Linked DNA regions of Mus musculus: region 1 is linked to region 2. A link is a contact called in public ChIA-PET data. All regions are on one chromosome and are shown on one strand. The core of a region is the stretch at or near the end of the contact, and the rest is flanking DNA. Distances in the headings are between cores, read along the strand shown. Region 1 overlaps Uvrag (UV radiation resistance associated gene). Region 2 overlaps Gm33720 (a long non-coding RNA gene).

Region 1 (3,998 bases), core at 942-3,441, 320 kb before region 2:
CAAACAAACAAACAGAAAAAAAGAAAACTTCTTGCTTGACTTATGGTGGCCATTACACATTAGTGATTACAGAGCCATCTTTTCTGTTGCTGTGTTTGGTTCAGTAAGCAACCAGGTAAACGGGAAGTGTGTGGTTCATGGAAGGAGGGCAGTAGAGGCCGGTGCTCACAGGGGCTATCTGCTGATGGGTGGCACTGGCTGTTCCGGATCTTGCTGAGGCGTTCCTCACGGGAAGCCCGTGTTTTTACCCTTTTGTAACTCTTCACTTGAATTCCTCATTTCAAAAGCAGAGCCTTTTTTTTTTTTTAACCACAATTCTTTCTGATGAAATGGGTGTTCATTTCATAGTTGAGTATTATTTTAGATCTCAGTTCTTCTTCCCTCCTCTCCCCATGTGTTTTTTGAGACAGGGTCTTAACTATGAAGCATGGGCTGGTCTAAACTTACGGTCTTCCTGCCTTTTCTCCCCTCCCACCAAGTAAGGGTTACAGGTCTGTGCCACTGTGTCTCACTACTTCTTTATTTTTTTTAAAAAAGAGATTTATTTTTATTTTATGTGTATGGGTGTTTTGACTGTTGTGTGTCTGTACACTGTGTGTGTATTGTGCTCCTGGAGGGCAGAAGGAGGTTGGGTTCTCCGGGATGATAGCTATAGCCAGTCACCTTACATGGGTCATGCCAATGGAATCCTGGTGCTCTGGAAGAGCAGCCAGTGCTCTTAAGCCCAGAGCCGTCTCCAGTCCCTGTTTTTTAATCCTTCCAAGTTGTATTTTTCCGGTCTTGCAGGTGAAGTTGGGTCAGCACAGGGCAGTTGATCCCAAAAAGACCAGAAAGTAGAAGCTAATCTGATGTCATAATTTTAAAGCATTTGTAGAGTTTTTTTATTTTTAATTTTTTTAGTGGTTTGCTGCTGTCCTTCAGGCATAACTGTTCCATCACAAGTTAACAATGTTGGTGACAATCACTAATGGCTCCAATAGCCTCACGTGGTGTTTGTGAGGCTTTTGACTAAAGCTGGATGGACTGTCCTCTCTGTCACTCACTGGCCTTTGAGACCTGATTTCTTTGCTGCCCCTTTTGTTTAGGTGGAGCCGGCCTGTTCGTTGGCATGGAAATTTCAGCTGTTATGCTCTGACATCTGGAATAAGATCAACTAATAGTATGTTTTCCTCCTTCCTTAGATCCATGCCCGCAACCAGAATGAAATCATTTTTGGGCTGAATGATGGCTACTACGGTGCTCCCTGTGAACACAAGGTAAGAGGGGTCTCCGAGTGCTCTGAGTTTTGGTTAGTACAGGGCCTGTGCACCCGGGAAGCTGGACTCCCGAGAAGAGCTGAGCAGTCAGAATCGTGTTGTAAGTGTCCCTTTGAGTCTGCTCTTCGGGGTGGTGTGGAGGAATGCCTTCCGCAGTGAGAACGAGTTTCGCAGGACACACAAGCACGCTGAGAAGTCGGTACTAAATCCTGATCATGTTTTCTCAAAGGGAAACCTGAGCTAGCTGGTTTCTGCATAATTCCTGGGGGATTAAGAGAGTGGTGAGCTGGGCATGGTGGCATAGGCTTGCAGTCCTAGCCACTTAGAAGGCTGTGTGTAGCAGGAGGACTAAAGGTCAGATACTGCCCAGGTTCAGAGTGAGTTCAAGGCCAGCCTAGGAAGCTGAGTTAGGCCCTGTCTCAGAATGAAAAGAGGCTGGGTGTGTTGCTCAGCAGTGGGGCTTTACCACCGTGCTGGAAGCCCAGGTTCAATCTTCAGTCCTGCCCTCCCCCCAAAATAGGCAAGGTGACTTTTGTCTAAATGGAAGAGTTTAATGGAAATGTTCAGTTGTGTTTATCATTCTCAGTAAGCCTAAGAAACCCAAATTGTGCTGGACATAGTCGCATATGCTATTAATCCCAGCAAGTGGGAAGCAGAGGCAGGTGTATCCTTGTGAGTTTGAGGCTAGCCTGGTCTACATAGAGAGTTCCAGATCAGCCTGATGTATACAGTGAGATCCAGCCTCAAAAGAGAGAAAGAAAGGAACTGAAACTGAAGCTGTTTCGTAGCCATTGCTGTCTCTGCATCTAAAGGTGATGAGAGGAAGGCGAGGCAGAGCCCCGTTTGTTCTTAGCCGGGAGCTTCTGTGAGCAGCATCCTTGTGGCGGGGACTCAGCATCTGCCTCCTGTTTACACTCACCACAAACCACTGTGGTGGTGGCTTTGTTCTCCATCTCACAGTACAGGCAGGAACTGACTGGGAGGATGCACTCCATAGGGTCTAGAGAGCGGCTGAGCTGAGATGTTAGTTATGTGCCCAAGGCTGCTTCCCCCACTCTGACAACTTTTACCAAAAACCAAACCAACCAACCAACCAAACCAAAACAGTCCTCCCCCAGCCTTTTGTAAACTCTTCACATTGCTTTTGCTCAGAAATTGTTGCTCATAATCTCTGCTGTGAGGATGTCACACTCGGATGCCCTGTCTGTCATTCCTGAGTGCCTGCCCAGGGTTGGCTCCTGTGTTCAGTGCTGAGCACAGTGGTGAAGGAGGGCTGGGGGCAGACACACCCCTCCCTTCCAGCTGTTTGGCTAAGACAGGAGGATGGCCTGTCCTGGTCCCCAGAGGAGGGATTTGGTTGCTAACGTTGTAATCCAGGTTCTGAATAGAAGACAGTATGTGAAAGGTGTGGGCGCTGAATGGAGAGAGCTTTCCAGGGGAGGAGGCTGAGCTTGAAAGGCCACAGAGTAGAAAGGGCACAAGGTGAGTCTGAGGGACAGAAGGGAGGTGAGAGTAGCCCCAGGCCAGCCCATGGGGAGTTTCGAGATTTTATCCACAGGACAGAGGCGTGTGCTCTAACCAGATTTATGTAATAGTTTAGCTCTGGCTTATTTTAAAGAGCAAGAGTGACTGTGGAGAGACAGTGAGAAGGACCTTGCAGTGCCATGGACAAGAGATGACAGTTTGGCATGGACCATAGCAGGGTAGGGAAGACAGATGACATCCAGGCCCAGGCACGTGCTAGGCAAGCTCTTTACCACTGAGCCACACACCCAGCTAGGAAGGCGACAGAGTTGGGGTTTTAGGAGAGAAAATCACTAGGATTTGTTGTGGTTTGCATTTGAGATAAAAGGAAAAAAGAGATGTCAAGGGTGATTTTGGATTTCTGGTTTAAAGTAACTGGATAGATGAAAGATGATAGCCACAGGAAGCTTAGCGACAAGGCGGGGTGGGCAGGGAGGAAGAGCACAGATCCTGAGGTAAGATGGCCACAGGCATGTGCAGTGTCTTTAAACCCCTGTGTTGACGACAAGTAGCCATCTGAATTCCTGAACCTGGAGAGAAATGAACTATAAACATGGGGCGATGACAAAGCCTCTGAAGTCATGTGAGACACAGGCTGGCAACATGCTGTTCAGTAGAGAAGGACTGAGTAGCCCAGGCTGGAGAAGAAGCAGGCAGTGGTGTGACCAAGAAGCAGTAGAGCACGTGCTGCTGGGTCTGGGGCCCAGCGTCTCTGCTTTCTTCTCTCCCATCTCGGTAAACTGTGGGCTTGGCTGGTCCTGTTGCTTTGTTTTTTAAGGAGATGCAGTGGTCAAGTAAACCAAGAACAGAAAAATTGCGTTGTGTACTTTAGCAAGTGGATTTATGCTAGGTGGTGTCTTTAGAACATCCAACTCCGGAAGTCTTCCCTTTGTGTCCCAGCTTCATCTTCTGAGTTCCTGGAGTCCTTGAACATCTTCCAGATCTCCTCTGCCAGATGCACTGCTCTGTCCAGTGGCCTGCCCTTCTTCCCTCTGTAGGCTTTGTGGGGTCAGACTGACATGAGCAATGCTGACCTTCCCTCACCCACCCTCCCCAAACTCCCTGCCACAATGCTTGGGACATGGTATTTACTTAGTAAAAACATTTGGGATTAAGTCAGAGACTTGTGAGGCTGCCATTGCTGGGCTGTTTGCCATTGCCAAGGCTGGCTGTCCTGGTGTGGGAGGGAGGGTGACTCACTCTGCAGCCGGTCCCTGA
Region 2 (4,291 bases), core at 214-2,713:
GGAAGGAAGGAAGGAAGAAAGAAAGAAAGGAAGAAGGGAAAAGATAAATACATGATGGGTGGGTGAGCAGATAGACAAATGGATGATAGATAGGTAGGTGGTGGGTAGATAGCTGGCTGGATGGGTAGATGAGTGGATTGATGGGTTTGGTGTATGAGCAGACCGGTAGTAGGAGGAGACATGGTGGGTGGGAGGGTGGGTGGGTGGGAGGGTAGGTGGGTGGGTGAGTAGACTGGATGGATGGATGGAAGATGGGTGGGTGGATGATGGATGGGTGTGGTGAATAAGTAGATGGGTAAATGGATAGATGATGGATAGGTCCCTGGAGCAGAAAGGTAGGGCAATAATAAGAACTTGTGTGTGTACGCACATGTGTGCATGTGTGTTTGTGTATACATGCCTGTGTTGGAGAGCACAGAACATTAGAGTATCATATAATGTGAAAACAAGAGATGAATTGTGACAGTGAGAGAGTGTGTTCAGCCGTAAGTGTATCAAATTCTCACAAGGCAAGCTCGTGAAATCTGCCCTAAATCTCTGCCAGAGAGCCCTAGGCTCTGGGCTCTCTGTGACACAGAGAATCTCCTAAGGACATCCATCATGGCCCCCCAACAAACACCCTCTCCCCAAAGCATCCATTGGGTCAGAGGCCAGAAGCTATATCGGGGTGTGTGTTCCAGCTCAGGTCAGGTCCCTGCTAGCCTGAAAACATGCCCTGGGTACAGAACATGAAGAAAGGGCATGAGGTTCCAGGCACTGAGTCTGACATGAGGAGGGGAGGGCTACATCAAGGCCTCCAATGGCTTGGGGATTCATCCAAGGCATTTTAGATAGTCCTTTCCATCTGTTCAGCTGGCAGGAGAGGTGTCTTGGCCAATGTCATACTGTAGAAACAGCGCTGTACTTGACCCCAAAGCTTCCTGTAAGAGCTATTGTTCCCAAAAGGGGGAATGAAAATTGAACCCAGTGAGAAGGAACCAGGACAAGACTAGCCAAGCGACTGCTGAAAGGGAATATGGCTGGGGAGAGATCTCAGTTAGCAGAGGCTGAGGGGCCTCCCGGGGTGCCCTGCACTTGGACAGGAAACAGAAACCAGGAACCAGTGGCACACTTTCAGGGTGGAAACGTTCTTTGTCCTGAAGTGACTGGCCTTCCGGGTCCAGGGGGTTGAGGGAAGAGTGTCCAAAGAGGAGATCCGTGGGACAAGAACAAGATGAAACAGGGGAAATCAGGAGAGAAGTTAGTTTCCTAATTTAGTAATTTAAGAACTCAATTAAGGACTCAAAATGGAAGATCAAGGACAATTTTCTTAGAGTTTATAGCAAAAACCCCATGGCTGGCAAGCTGTAACCCCCCACAACTGCCCAGAGGGTAGGAATGGAGAGGGGAAGAGAAAAGGCCACACGACGTAAGCTGGTAGGGAGGTCAGATACATGGCAGACAGGCAGCCCCATGGTGGCAGAGAGGCTTTAAACAAAGAGGAAGGAAGGCAGAAATGTTGGAGGGAAAGCCTAAAAAGAAACAATGCTTAGAAAAGAGGTGGAAAGGAGAAGAGAAGTTACACTTTTCTGAATGATTCGGAAAATGGGCAGACATAGATGCTATATGGCTGTTGTTTCTGCTTACATGGACGGTGTCCTGGGACTCAGAAGCCCAGGAACCACAGAGCTCTGAGAGGAAGTTTCCTCAGCAGAGGCGCTGCTGCCCCCAGCTGAGCTGAGACGCTTAGGAGCCTCAGCTCCGCTCAGCTCAGCGACTTCTCTTCCTCCTTCCCTTCTTTGCCTCATTGTTTCTTGTCTTCTTCTGACAAGAGAGTCACACCAGGCAGCAAATTTCATAAAAAGAGATTTATTGGAGGGTCTAGGGTGTACTGGAACACTGCCCCACCTCAGAGGTGGGTGGCTCCTCGGCTCCTGTGTCTCAGAGCCCAGGAGTGGTTGCCTATGGGAGGGGCCTGGCTGCTGGAGCTCCTCCGGTTGGGGGTGGGGGAGGGTGCTAGCCACTTTCCTGCTTTGAGGATTTGCAACCTTTACAAAGGATACAAAGTTTACAAAGTATATTAACATTTACAAAGGGAGTCCACAGCAGGGAAACCCTTTCCTCACACTTGAGTGGTTTGAATATCCAACAGCTATAGCCCCTTGGCTACTACACTAATGGTGGCTTGGGTTGTGGTAGCAAAGGTACCTATCTCATTAAAGAACTAGTTATTCCATCTATCTCTTTAGCATAGCTTAAGGTGAGCCCCCCCCCCGGCCCCACCCCACCCCCTTCTCAGGGGTGGTCCCTTGGCTAAATTGAAGGACTTGGCCTAACTGAAATGTTCCGTATCCACCTAAGCCAGATACTCTAGTCTTTTGACCAGAAGGAATTCTAAATGCTAAAATAGGGGTATGTTTTACAGGGGGAATCAGGACGCCCTTTGAGCTTCTTAGTTTCCTTAGTAATTTAAGAAAGGACTCAAAATGGAAGCTCAAGGACAATTTTCTTAGAGTTTATAGCAAAAACCCTAGCTTGTGGACTGACTGTGATAAACCCATGCCCCTGGGCCTCAGTGTGTCTGTCTGTGAAATGGTGTCATAATTTCCCCGAAGCTCTTCCCATATGGCTTCTGGGCAGTTCCAATTATGAGGGAAGGAGCTCCAGACGTCCTCTGATGTCCCAGCATCCTCCTGGGTTTGGTGCCTGGGTTCTGTGGAGAAAAGGGGGGGGGGGGCTCTCATTTATTCTGTGGTCTCAATGAATCACCTGCACTCAGGCAGGGCCTTACCCAGCCTGCCCCTCTCTGCCCTGCCCTGTCTATCTGAGAAACAGTTCCCCTGGGTCCCCATTGTTCTCAGCCCTTCCCCAGATCACACTCCTAATCCAAGTTCTGGGGACAATGCACATTCCATTCCAGGGAGGCTGGAGCCCCCACCTCTGCCCAGTCTCCTTCAGAGAGGCAGTGGAGCTGGGATCTGTCCCTGAGGAAGGGCCAAGCTACCTGCCTCTCCCACCTCTCCCAGCTCAGGGCCTCTGAAGCTCTTCCAGCTGGCCCTGAAGAGGGCCTGTGTTTCTGGATGCCTTGGCCAGGCCAGGCCTCAATAGGGGGATTCGGCTCCACTCACCTGGACTTGGGCCAGGCTCTTCAGCAGACAGGCTGGGCAGTTCCATATAGCAGTTGCCCTCTTGGGACTTCAGTTCCTACTCTGTGGAGGAAGGTGGAGACAGCTGAGTGTGGTCATGAGCAAACCATAAGCTTTGCCCTCTGGGCCCCTAGGTGCTACTCTTGACTTTGTGGGCCACTGGGCTGCTTCTAGTCCCCTCTGCCACAGAGGATGGTGCCAGCACTTGCCTCTCAGGTGGTGTAAGGTTAGGCGAGCTGGAAAGATACTCCACTGTTATTGACTGTAGGACTGCATCTCCCTGAAGTCACTTGGTGGTCCATGTAATCACCAATGTGATCGAAGGCGGAGCTTTTGGAAGTGATTATTAATGTCATGGGTGGAGCCCTCGTGATGAAATTAGTGCCCCTTTAGGAAGAGACGTTTGGGCCCAGGAGAGGGCTCATTGGGTAAGGGTGCTGTCTGTCAAGCCTGATAATCTGAATTCTTCTGAGAGATGTCCTCTGACCTCCACATGCCTGCCATGGCATTCTGACCCATCTTCCCTAAACACACACACACACACACACACACACACACACACACACACACACACACACACAAATACATGTAAAAAAATAAAAATAAGAAATGGGAATGCCTGTTTCCTTTCTGTTTTCCATCACGTGACACACTGCAAATGGCTGTGTTTGAGCCAGCAGGAGGCCTTCAGTGGTCATGCATCTGCTTGTGCCTTGACCTAGGACTTCTAGTCAGTATCCAGGAAAATGTCCATTGGTACTAAGTGCTGTGGCATGCGCCTGTACTCTCTACTCTGGAGGCAGAGGCAGGAGGGATGCTGCAAAGTTGAAGCCAGCCTGGTCTACATAGGGAGTTACAGGCTAGCCAGGGCGGCATACTGAGACCCTCTCTCAAAACATCCAAATCAAACAAGCACAACTCCAAAACAAAACAACACAAAACAAAACAAAAGCCACACAACAGCAAAACCGACCAAACAACAACAAATACACAGGGTCAACTACTTCTGTGGAATCACGTTAGAGTGGTCCAAACTCAGACCCACAGAGACGTCTAGGTGTGCCACCCACGTGGCACGTGGCTGTCTAGTAATCACCCACATACCCACATACACCAGCTCTGGAGCCCCCAACTTCAGCCCCTTTTTGCCTGGGACAGACATCTAG

The links. ChIA-PET counts read pairs in DNA pulled down with a chosen protein or histone mark.
Region 1: an RNA polymerase II ChIA-PET map of memory CD8 T cells shows a contact between it and region 2, with 10 read pairs. The contact joins two enhancer-like sites. A contact is called at or near these places in 2 of 15 datasets of contacts at CTCF or cohesin (the NIH/3T3 cell line and pro-B cells), 3 of 484 Hi-C or Micro-C datasets (the HL-1 cell line, embryonic fibroblasts and nephron progenitors) and 5 of 115 datasets of contacts at active chromatin or transcription factors (extraembryonic endoderm stem cells, fibro-adipogenic progenitors, heart atrium and 2 more).

What each region holds. Positions count from the first base shown.
Region 1 is chr7:99,085,359-99,089,356 of GRCm38.p6, reverse strand. It overlaps Uvrag (UV radiation resistance associated gene), which reads left to right. Exons shown (of 15, transcript NM_178635.3): 5 at 1,182-1,256. Among named protein-coding and RNA genes, the nearest start is that of Uvrag, 54 kb to the left of the region's middle. Within about 2 kb of position 2,191, at least 83 of the 459 cell types and tissues checked have an H3K27ac peak or open chromatin away from gene starts, as enhancers often do. A contact at or near this core is called in memory CD8 T cells and pro-B cells, where this site is marked.
Region 2 is chr7:98,768,128-98,772,418 of GRCm38.p6, reverse strand. It overlaps Gm33720 (a long non-coding RNA gene), which reads right to left. Exons shown (of 3, transcript XR_378355.1): 2 at 3,108-3,188; 3 at 2,578-2,692. Among named protein-coding and RNA genes, the nearest start is that of Gm33720, 7.3 kb to the right of the region's middle. Within about 2 kb of position 1,463, at least 70 of the 459 cell types and tissues checked have an H3K27ac peak or open chromatin away from gene starts, as enhancers often do. A contact at or near this core is called in memory CD8 T cells and pro-B cells, where this site is marked.